Linked DNA regions of Mus musculus: all the other regions are linked to region 1. The links are chromatin contacts, called in public ChIA-PET and promoter capture Hi-C maps. All regions are on one chromosome and are shown on one strand. Each heading gives the region's core, a stretch centred on a gene start, on an enhancer-like site or on the middle of the called end of the contact. The rest is flanking DNA. Distances are from core to core; before and after follow the strand shown.

What was found. Promoter capture Hi-C pulls out the DNA fragments that hold promoters and counts their contacts. ChIA-PET counts read pairs in DNA pulled down with a chosen protein or histone mark.
Region 2: a contact with region 1 is called in a promoter capture Hi-C map of liver, with 2.1 times the contacts expected there. The contact joins the enhancer-like site here to the promoter of Cep112 in region 1. A contact is called at or near these places in 2 of 39 promoter capture datasets (hippocampal neurons and liver), 4 of 484 Hi-C or Micro-C datasets (cerebral cortex, embryonic stem cells and muscle stem cells), 3 of 115 datasets of contacts at active chromatin or transcription factors (effector CD8 T cells, embryonic stem cells and memory CD8 T cells) and 2 of 9 other capture datasets (liver and macrophages).
Region 3: an RNA polymerase II ChIA-PET map of effector CD8 T cells shows a contact between it and region 1, with 11 read pairs. The contact joins the enhancer-like site here to the promoter of Cep112 in region 1. A contact is called at or near these places in 1 of 15 datasets of contacts at CTCF or cohesin (the NIH/3T3 cell line), 2 of 484 Hi-C or Micro-C datasets (the HL-1 cell line and reprogramming fibroblasts) and 4 of 115 datasets of contacts at active chromatin or transcription factors (astrocytes, effector CD8 T cells, memory CD8 T cells and 1 more).

Annotation. Positions count from the first base shown.
Region 1 is chr11:108,423,953-108,426,691 of GRCm38.p6, reverse strand. It overlaps Cep112 (centrosomal protein 112), which reads right to left and starts at 1,426. Exons shown (of 27, transcript NM_001373899.1): 1 at 1,341-1,426.
Region 2 is chr11:108,221,560-108,224,298 of GRCm38.p6, reverse strand. All of the region lies in intron 2 of Prkca (protein kinase C, alpha), which reads left to right. Among named protein-coding and RNA genes, the nearest start is that of Gm11655, 50 kb to the right of the region's middle. Within about 2 kb of position 1,363, at least 167 of the 459 cell types and tissues checked have an H3K27ac peak or open chromatin away from gene starts, as enhancers often do. A contact at or near this core is called in cerebral cortex, liver and memory CD8 T cells, where this site is marked.
Region 3 is chr11:108,270,121-108,272,859 of GRCm38.p6, reverse strand. All of the region lies in intron 2 of Prkca (protein kinase C, alpha), which reads left to right. Among named protein-coding and RNA genes, the nearest start is that of Prkca, 72 kb to the left of the region's middle. Within about 2 kb of position 1,324, at least 48 of the 459 cell types and tissues checked have an H3K27ac peak or open chromatin away from gene starts, as enhancers often do. A contact at or near this core is called in the HL-1 cell line, effector CD8 T cells and memory CD8 T cells, where this site is marked.

The sequences.
Region 1 (2,739 bases), core at 177-2,676:
GTCAGCAAACCTCAAGCAAGCCAGCAATAGTAACATCCTTAAAAAGGAGAGACACACTTCATATGCAGAGCATGCCCCTCGCCAAGCGCAATCTATTCCTGAAAGTTGTGTAAATGCTTTTTGTTCCATCAGATTATATGTTGAGTATATTGTGAAGAATAACACAGAAGCCCTGAAACGCCAACAAATCAACAAGGGTTACCCGGGCACATTTGGGGGTTTTGGTTGTTTTGCCTTTTTTGAAGGAAGGGGGGACAGAAGCCTTCCCAGAAGACACTGGGCTGCCAGCTAAGCTTAATCAGGGAGCCCAGGTCCAAGTGAGAGACTCTCTTTAAAACAAGTTGGACAGTTCCTGAAAATATCTGAGGTCAAGACTATGAGTGTCATAACTGTATCCCGGCATGTCATCAAATGCACCTAACTTGACAGGAACAGTTCCCATTGTCCTTTACAGGCCTGAAGCTGGGGCTTAACAGTGTGCAGGACCTGACCCAAATCCAAGAGACAATCCTGGACCTGAATACTGCACAATTATCCTCCTCTCCGCTTTGCTGGGCATTGGAGAGGTGGTCGCTGTGTAATGAGGTTCACTGGCATTTTGATTGCCTTTTCTATCTTACTTTCATGTATCTTTAAATAGGAAATGCAAATCATAAAAATACCAGCATACTGATGGGGGGGGGGGTACTCAGGAGGCAGAGGCAGGTGGATCTCTGTGAATTCCACTCTGTCTCGAAGATGAAACAAAGGTCAGCGGTCCTATTTATTTGCTCTCTGGATCACTACACTCTATGTCCCCACAAAGGGCAAGGACTCCAGGCTGGGTCCCCAAAGGGCAGGGACTCCAGTCTGGGTCCTTGCAAGTTCACTGTTCATCAGGACTTTCTCGGAGTCGGCCTGCAGTCTGATTCTCCTCCTCTGACTGATCTGACAGCACCTAAGAACTGCAGCGGTCCGGTTCCTGGCGGTCACTTCCTCCGCCCGAGTGGGCACCGGGAGCGGCGCCTGTGTGGCCCACCCAGGCCCGGGCCGCTCTCCTACCTGCTCCAGGACACAGACCTCTTCTCACAACCGCAAGCCCCCTACCTCGGGGTTCTGGGTCCCGCCATGCCGCCTGCCCAAACTTTCCTGAGAACTTTTCCCTGGCCGTCGCTCGGCTGCTGACCCCGCCGGCGCGCGCGCCACACAGGCCGCAAGCGCGGGTCCCGGGCCTGCGGGCGACGCCCCTCCCCGGGCCAACCCGCACGCGCGGGGGCTCCATCCCGCGCAAAATTCCACTCAGAACCTGGGAGTAGGAGGCGGGTGGGGATTGTCGATGGGAGAAACAAGAGAGAGAGAACCTGGCGCCCCAACAAGCAAGCCGTCCACTCGGCCGCCGACGCCCAGCCGCCACAGCCAAACGGTTTCAAATCCTTGCGGGCCGTCCAGCAAACCGGGGGCGGGACTAGCAAACTCGCCTGTCCCGCCCCCTCGAGCTGCGGCTGGCATTCAACTCTGTTGCCATGGCGACGCTCCGGGTTAGGTCTGTCACTGCTCCTCAAGTCCGAGGGGGCGGGAATTTCCGCCCTTCGGGCAGTTCGCATGCTAAGGGCGGAGACTTCCCTCCTCACTGTTTCCCCACCCTCCGAGAAATGGCGCCAGCAAGCAGCTCCGTTGCTATGGTAACTGTCTAGTCTACTGCGCAGGCGCCGAGCTCGTGGTTTTAGCCCATCTCCCCAGAACGGTTAGTTTCCAGGCTTAATCTTCTGTGATCCCTGGACTATACAGTGGATGCTGCATCTTCCTGACTTCTTACTCAGTCGCTTGTGAGCACTTTAAAGATTGAGGAGAAAGAACAAGAAAAACTCAAAAGTGATGGAACTACTGGACAGTAATTGGCAGAAAAGCCTGTCGTTTGAACAGACATCACCGTTGAGTAAGTCCGAAGCATGAAAATTTACCCTTGTTAGTTCACACTCCAGAGGTGAATTATTCAAAACAACGAGCAGGATATTTACATTTGTTATTTAGAACCATCATAAGTCTGAAAACACTAACCCTGCAAGATCCTGAACTGAAATTTAAAAGCTTTCTGTTTAACACTCTGTACAGAATAGTACCATCAAGTAGGGGAGAAAATGTATTTTTGCGCTTCCCAGGAAGTCTGGTGGACCTCGGGCGGTCAACTTTGCTGTGTACTGGTGTTCTTTGATCTTTTACGTTTCTGGAAGCTCTGAACTGGATAATTTAAAATACCAACAGAAACAAAATTTAAATTGTAAAAAACACTCCCTTCAATGAAATGCAGTGTGCCGCTGCTTTTCACCTAAGTTCACAATAGAATCCCTCTGCAGAGTCTTTGCGATGCACTCAGTGTGGTGCCAAACCTCAATTGAAGCACAGCTTGAAGCATCTTTTCAAGTTTACATAAGGAAAGTAGAGGAGTCGCTTGTTTGCAATTAGCTGTTTTCAGCTTCCAGAAGAAGACTACGTTCTTTCAAGGTGCACTTTGGAATCCACCTCCCTGGAAGAGACAGCAATTGTTCATTATTTCAGAGGCAATTTGTACTACAGAAGAAAGAATGCTTTCAAGAATATTTGGTTTCCAAAAGCATTATTTGAGCACACTCGCAGCTGAGCGATTGTCCCACAATCCAGATCGTTGGTACTAAGAATCAGATTGTAAAACCCACGTATGCAGAAATGAGACGAGTCAGAGACCACTTGGAAGAGGTGCACTTACTGATCAAAGGATACAGA
Region 2 (2,739 bases), core at 114-2,613, 200 kb after region 1:
TAGTTCACAGAATGCTAGTAGCTTTGATTTTTTTTTCCCCTAATTAGCCTACTCGGAGGAAAAACTTAAATGTTCATATTCTCACAGTGTCCAGGGCTGGACAGCTATTATGGATGAGTTGGTTGCACTTCGATCATCAGAGAACCCTTCCTGTAAGTGCCCAGGCAACCGATCCCCACTATGTCAGGGCCCAGCAGGGAAAGAGCTTGGGTCCCCGTCTTCTGCCCACAGCCCTGCCTGCCAGCCAAGACCATGAATCAAAGTCTCTGACACAAAGTCATGTTATGAACCCTGGGCTTCCTATAGAGTTTGGCTCACTCCGGGCTGATCTCTAATAAAGACAAAGGCCAGGGGACAGAAATATCTCTCTTCTTGCTCCTGGCAAATACCATTTCGATCCTGTCTCCATCTCAGTGTCCAGAAAATTGGATTGGAAACGGGACATCGCCGGGGAGTAAATCAGATTAGTGCTTCCTCCCTCGCAGCCTCCAGCAGGCCTCTCATTCTGCTGAGCACGTCTCTCATTTATATGAAGTTGTTTATGACCCCCCTGTGTCACAGAGACGTTTCTAAACCGACTGAATCAGTACAGGCAGTGGGTGACCCTCCTAGCCACGGAGCCTAGAGGATTGGGCTTATTGGAAAATACTGCCAGTGGCTTCATTTTGTCTGGAGAAATGTCTGTGTCCTCACAGCTTTCGTATAGCTGGACACTAAGTGACCTCAGGAGAGCCCCCATCTGTCCCTCACAAGCCACTTGGTGTCTGACAGTGGCCCAGGCCCCAGAGCTGACTGGAATGGGACCCTGAGTCCTGGTTCAACACAGGTGTTTCCAGAGTCCTCTGTGTGGGCACTTACAGAGAGGATCATCTGTTCTCACAGGAACCCATCTGCTGACAAGAAGTGTCGAGGAGCAGGCAGCGCAGCTGTGTGCGACAGGAATAAGGAACTGCCCTGATGGGTGTTGAGGTTTCCGGTTCCTCCTGAGACCTTTCAATTTCCAAGAACTTCTTGGAGTGTTTGGTCACAAGATGCAGACGGGCTCTGCTTGTTTTCATGGCACAGATGCTTTTAAGAACAGAGCTTTGCACACTTCAATGTAAAATTAGATTCCAAAAGCCCACAGATGGTTCTAGAGCGAACTCTCCTTAACCCCACTCCCAGGTCAGCCACAGAACCAGGACCTCACGCATCAGGGCATGACTCTACCACTGAGTTCCACCCCAGCTTTCTGAACCCCGTTGGAACCTTGGGTGTTTCTCCAAAGACACAGGAACTCACCCAGTCCCCATGTTGTGTGCACAGAGCCCCTCACTGTTTCCCTGATTGCGTTTGCTGTCTTTGTAAGTTCAGAAGTATTTGGGAGGCGGAAGCTGACAGCCCTCCACACCCCAGAGGCCTGAGTCCGGATGCAGAAGTCTACCTCCGCTCACTTCCTACTGGCTAGATGGCCATGGGCCATGGCATATCCATGCCTGACACCACAGAGAAGGCTCCCATGAAGTCAGGAGGCTCCGTGGTGAAGCAGGAACTGGAACTCGAGGAGGTCCCAAGGAGAGAGTGGAAACCAGGGTTTAAGTGCGGCCATCTGGTCTCCCACAGGCCACGCCCATCTTTCTGACTGCAGCTTCTACAGCTGGTTTGATTGTTCTTGTGGTCCTCATTATCCACTTCAGACTGAATGACATGAAAGTCTCCGGGAGTAGACAGACACAGGCATCCAAATATCATAACATTTTTTTTTCTTAGACCAAATAACAAGGCTGCTTAGGCTTTTTAGCATCTAAAACTGTGGGTTGTGATATCATTGTATTTGGGTTAAATTTATTTTTGATTGATAACTCCAATGTTATTGTGCTTAGCTCTCAGTGTTGGGCAAAAACCCAGGGCTGGTGTAGACTTTATTTATGTCTGATTTCTTTGTGAAACTGATTCTTTTCTCGTGCCCTACTTTTAGGATTTGAATTTTAGCAGAATTAATCTGAAATGACTCAGAATTATACAATTAATTGCATTCAGCTTCAATTATAGTTTGCGCTAGCTGAGCCAGGCTATTGTCCTCCCTGGGGCAGGCACTTGCACATGGCTGTCTTGGCAGGTGCTAAGGCCCTGTGGCTCTCCCTTCAGCATGCCAGCTTCCTGGGGAAAGTTGTTCAGGGCTGACAGTCTTCTGCCAAGTACATTGAGAGTGGTAAGGACCCAGGAGTGCCACGGGGCTGTTGACATCAGATTCTTTTATTATGGTATAGGGGAAAACAGACTGTGATGTAAAGGGTGGAGGAGTTAAGACTTAGGTAGGTATTGTGGGTCCTGTTATCACTGACCATGGCTGGGGTCAGAGAAAGAGAGGGGCCTCCTCTGAGCTCAGAGGAGCCAGAGGATGAGACCAGGTAACAAAGGGGCTTACAGAAGGGAGGTGGGAATTAACAAGAGGCTACAAAATATTGAGTGCGCTGTGGAGAGAAACATTCTATGGGTGAATCAGCTACAGGTCTGGGCTGCTTCTGCTGGGGTGGGGGATATCTTTAGATCAGTGTGCTGAAGTCAGGGACAGCGTGTCTCCAACTCCTGCTCCTCTGGAATGTTCTTATTTTCTTCGCAGGCTGACTTCATTCACACTGTCTATTTGGCAACACATGACCGAATTGGGAGCCGAGCTCTTTTTGGCAGGAAAAGTTCATTAATTTTAGTTGGCTCTCCCCACCCTTCACAAGTGTGCCTGGGGGGTGGGAACTGCCT
Region 3 (2,739 bases), core at 75-2,574, 150 kb after region 1:
GGGTCAGACACAAGTGACATGCTAAGCTCTGCTTACATGAGTTTCTAGTGTCTGATGAATGACGGCATTGGCCACTACGTGGGCGGTAACACTGAGGTTTCTGCACACACAGTGTCTGGTGAGACAGGACCTGCCACAGGGTCAGATCAAGGCTAATAGATATCCATCCACAATGAGATGCAAAACTAGGAGAAAGAGGAGTGAGTGAGTGAGTGAGTGAGTGGGCGAGTGAGTGGGACTCTTGGCAGGTAGCTCTGAGAGAAAACCCTGGGCTTGTGGAGACTCCTGACAGCTCAGTAAAAGAGGCCTTTATTTTTGACCTTCCTGTAGGGTCTTAGGCATGGCTTATTTCTAGTGGAGCATGACCTAGGAGTTCTTTTGAGAAAAGGTCTCTCACTGGACTGGGGTCTACCAATTAGGCTAGACTGCCAGGGAGTCCCAGGAATTGGTCCCTGCCTTTCCAGCACTGGATTTAGAAGCACATACCACCATATCAGGCTTTCTCACTCTCTCTTTTTCTCTCTTTTTTTTTTTTTTTTTTTTTTTTTTTAACCTGGGTTCTGGGGACAAAGTGCAGGTCCTTATAATTACACAGCAAGCTCTTTGAGACTTTTTTTTTAAAACCTAAAAAGAAGAGTGAACCTGTTTCTCCAAGTGTTTTGACCTCTGCCTTGTCAGCATGGTTGGGAGTGGTCCTGAGAAGGCTGAGATGAGCCGTGTGAGCTTTGATTTCAGAACTTCCCTGTGGTCATCAAGTTCATGTCTTTGGGGATGCAGTCTACCCTCGGCATGGACCCCTTGTTGCTCAGATGACCCTTGTGAGGGTCCCAGAAGGCTTCATTGCGATATCCACAGGCTTCTCCCCTCTAGTTGTTTTCTGTAAAATAGATTCTGTCATCTGTTAATCCCGATGCCTCTCCTTTAACATCCCCTACCCTCCTGCCATATACGTTGCCAAGCCAGAGGAGTAGGCAGCCCCCTCTCATGTCATTATGGAAGGAGGATGCTAGAAGTGCTCTGCCTTGCCTTTCTCCCAGATGAGAGCAGACGCCAGTTCTGGAGCCCAGAAGCCTGCGAAGCTGGGGGGTCCAGGTGTGCGGATGAGGGACTCTGGCAACCCTGAAGGCCTCAGTCACTAAAGCAGCCTGCCGTGGGCTTTTGTGGGGCCTGTGTCTGGGCTGGAAAGGGATTTCCCACGTGACAGGCTAGAGGGGTTACAGGGACCTCCAGGTGCTTTTACTCCCTGTCACAGGAGCTCTGACTGTACTACTTACAGCTCTGTTGGGTTGCTTTCACGGTGTGCAACCTGGGAGAAGCTTTGAAAGCAGAGAAGGGGGATCACGTGATCCCTTCCACTGTGGTTGCTTGAGTGCTTTCACCCTGCCAAGGTGCCGGCCCCGCCCACGCTTGTGGAGATCCTAGGTGCAAGTCTCCATGCCGCTTCCCTGGCCTTAGTGCCCCATTCTTTCATCTCCTAGACAGTCGAGTGTGGCAGGCCTCTTGGATGGTCTTCTGTGTCCTCTTCCTCCCCCAAGAGCAGAAGAAAGCTTCATTTCTCTTCGTTATGCAGCCTCTCCTCTCAGGTGGCCTGGGTGCTGCCTAGTACGTCACCCGTGGAGCAGGCTCAGGGTATCTTTGGCTGTGCCCACCACAGTGCCTGGCAGCAGCTGGAAGGAAAAGCTCCACAGACCCTTTTCATCAGCCATGGGGCTGATGGGACAAACCAGCGAGTAACCTTAAACAAAGAAGCAAACAAGTACAATCACAAAACACCAGCTTTCTTATGGCTCATTTAATGATGGAACACTGTCTTAGTACTTGTCTTGTTGCTGCGGAAAAAAAAAAAAAATACTTGGGCAAGCAACTTTAAAGCAGGAGGAGTTTACTCGGCTTACCATGGCAGAGAGGGTGTGGCTGCAGGAACGTTAGGCAGCTGGTTCCAGGGCACCCTGTCAAAAGCACAGAGCAATGGCTCTCGGACCCCAACTCATTTTCCCCTTTTTAGTCAATGTGAGAGCCCACCAAGCCCATGGAATGGTCACCCACATTTAGTGTGTCTTCCCACCCTGGGTGACCCATCCAGATAATCTCTTACAGTCTCACACAGAGACTGGTTACCATGGTGATTGGTGATTCTCAATCCCATTGAGCTGACAATCAAAATTAGCCATTGTAAGGAGCCACTCTGTGTTAGTTCACTTAATTTTAACTTATTTAGAAATTTTCTAAATGGATTGGGAAGGACAGTGGAACAAATCCTCCAATTCTTTTCTCAGGATTCACCACGTGCCCACATGCCCCTCCTACCTCTGCCTTCTCAAGCTCTTGTACCCCCCCCCAATTCACTCATATACAAACATACACACACATACACACTCACTCATACACACATGCCTAAAAATACACGTACACACCTACTCATACACACACATACACACATACCAGATACCACACACTAGAACCATATTACACATATCACACAAATACACACACTAGACACCATTCACACATACCACACAGACAATCATCACACAAATACACACCACACACACCTACACACACACACACACACACACATATATATACACACACACATATATACACACACTAGACACCACACACACATATTACACATACAACATATAATACATACATGTATACATATACTAGATACCATATACTCATATACACATATCACACAGACACATCATATAATATACATACCACACATATACACAC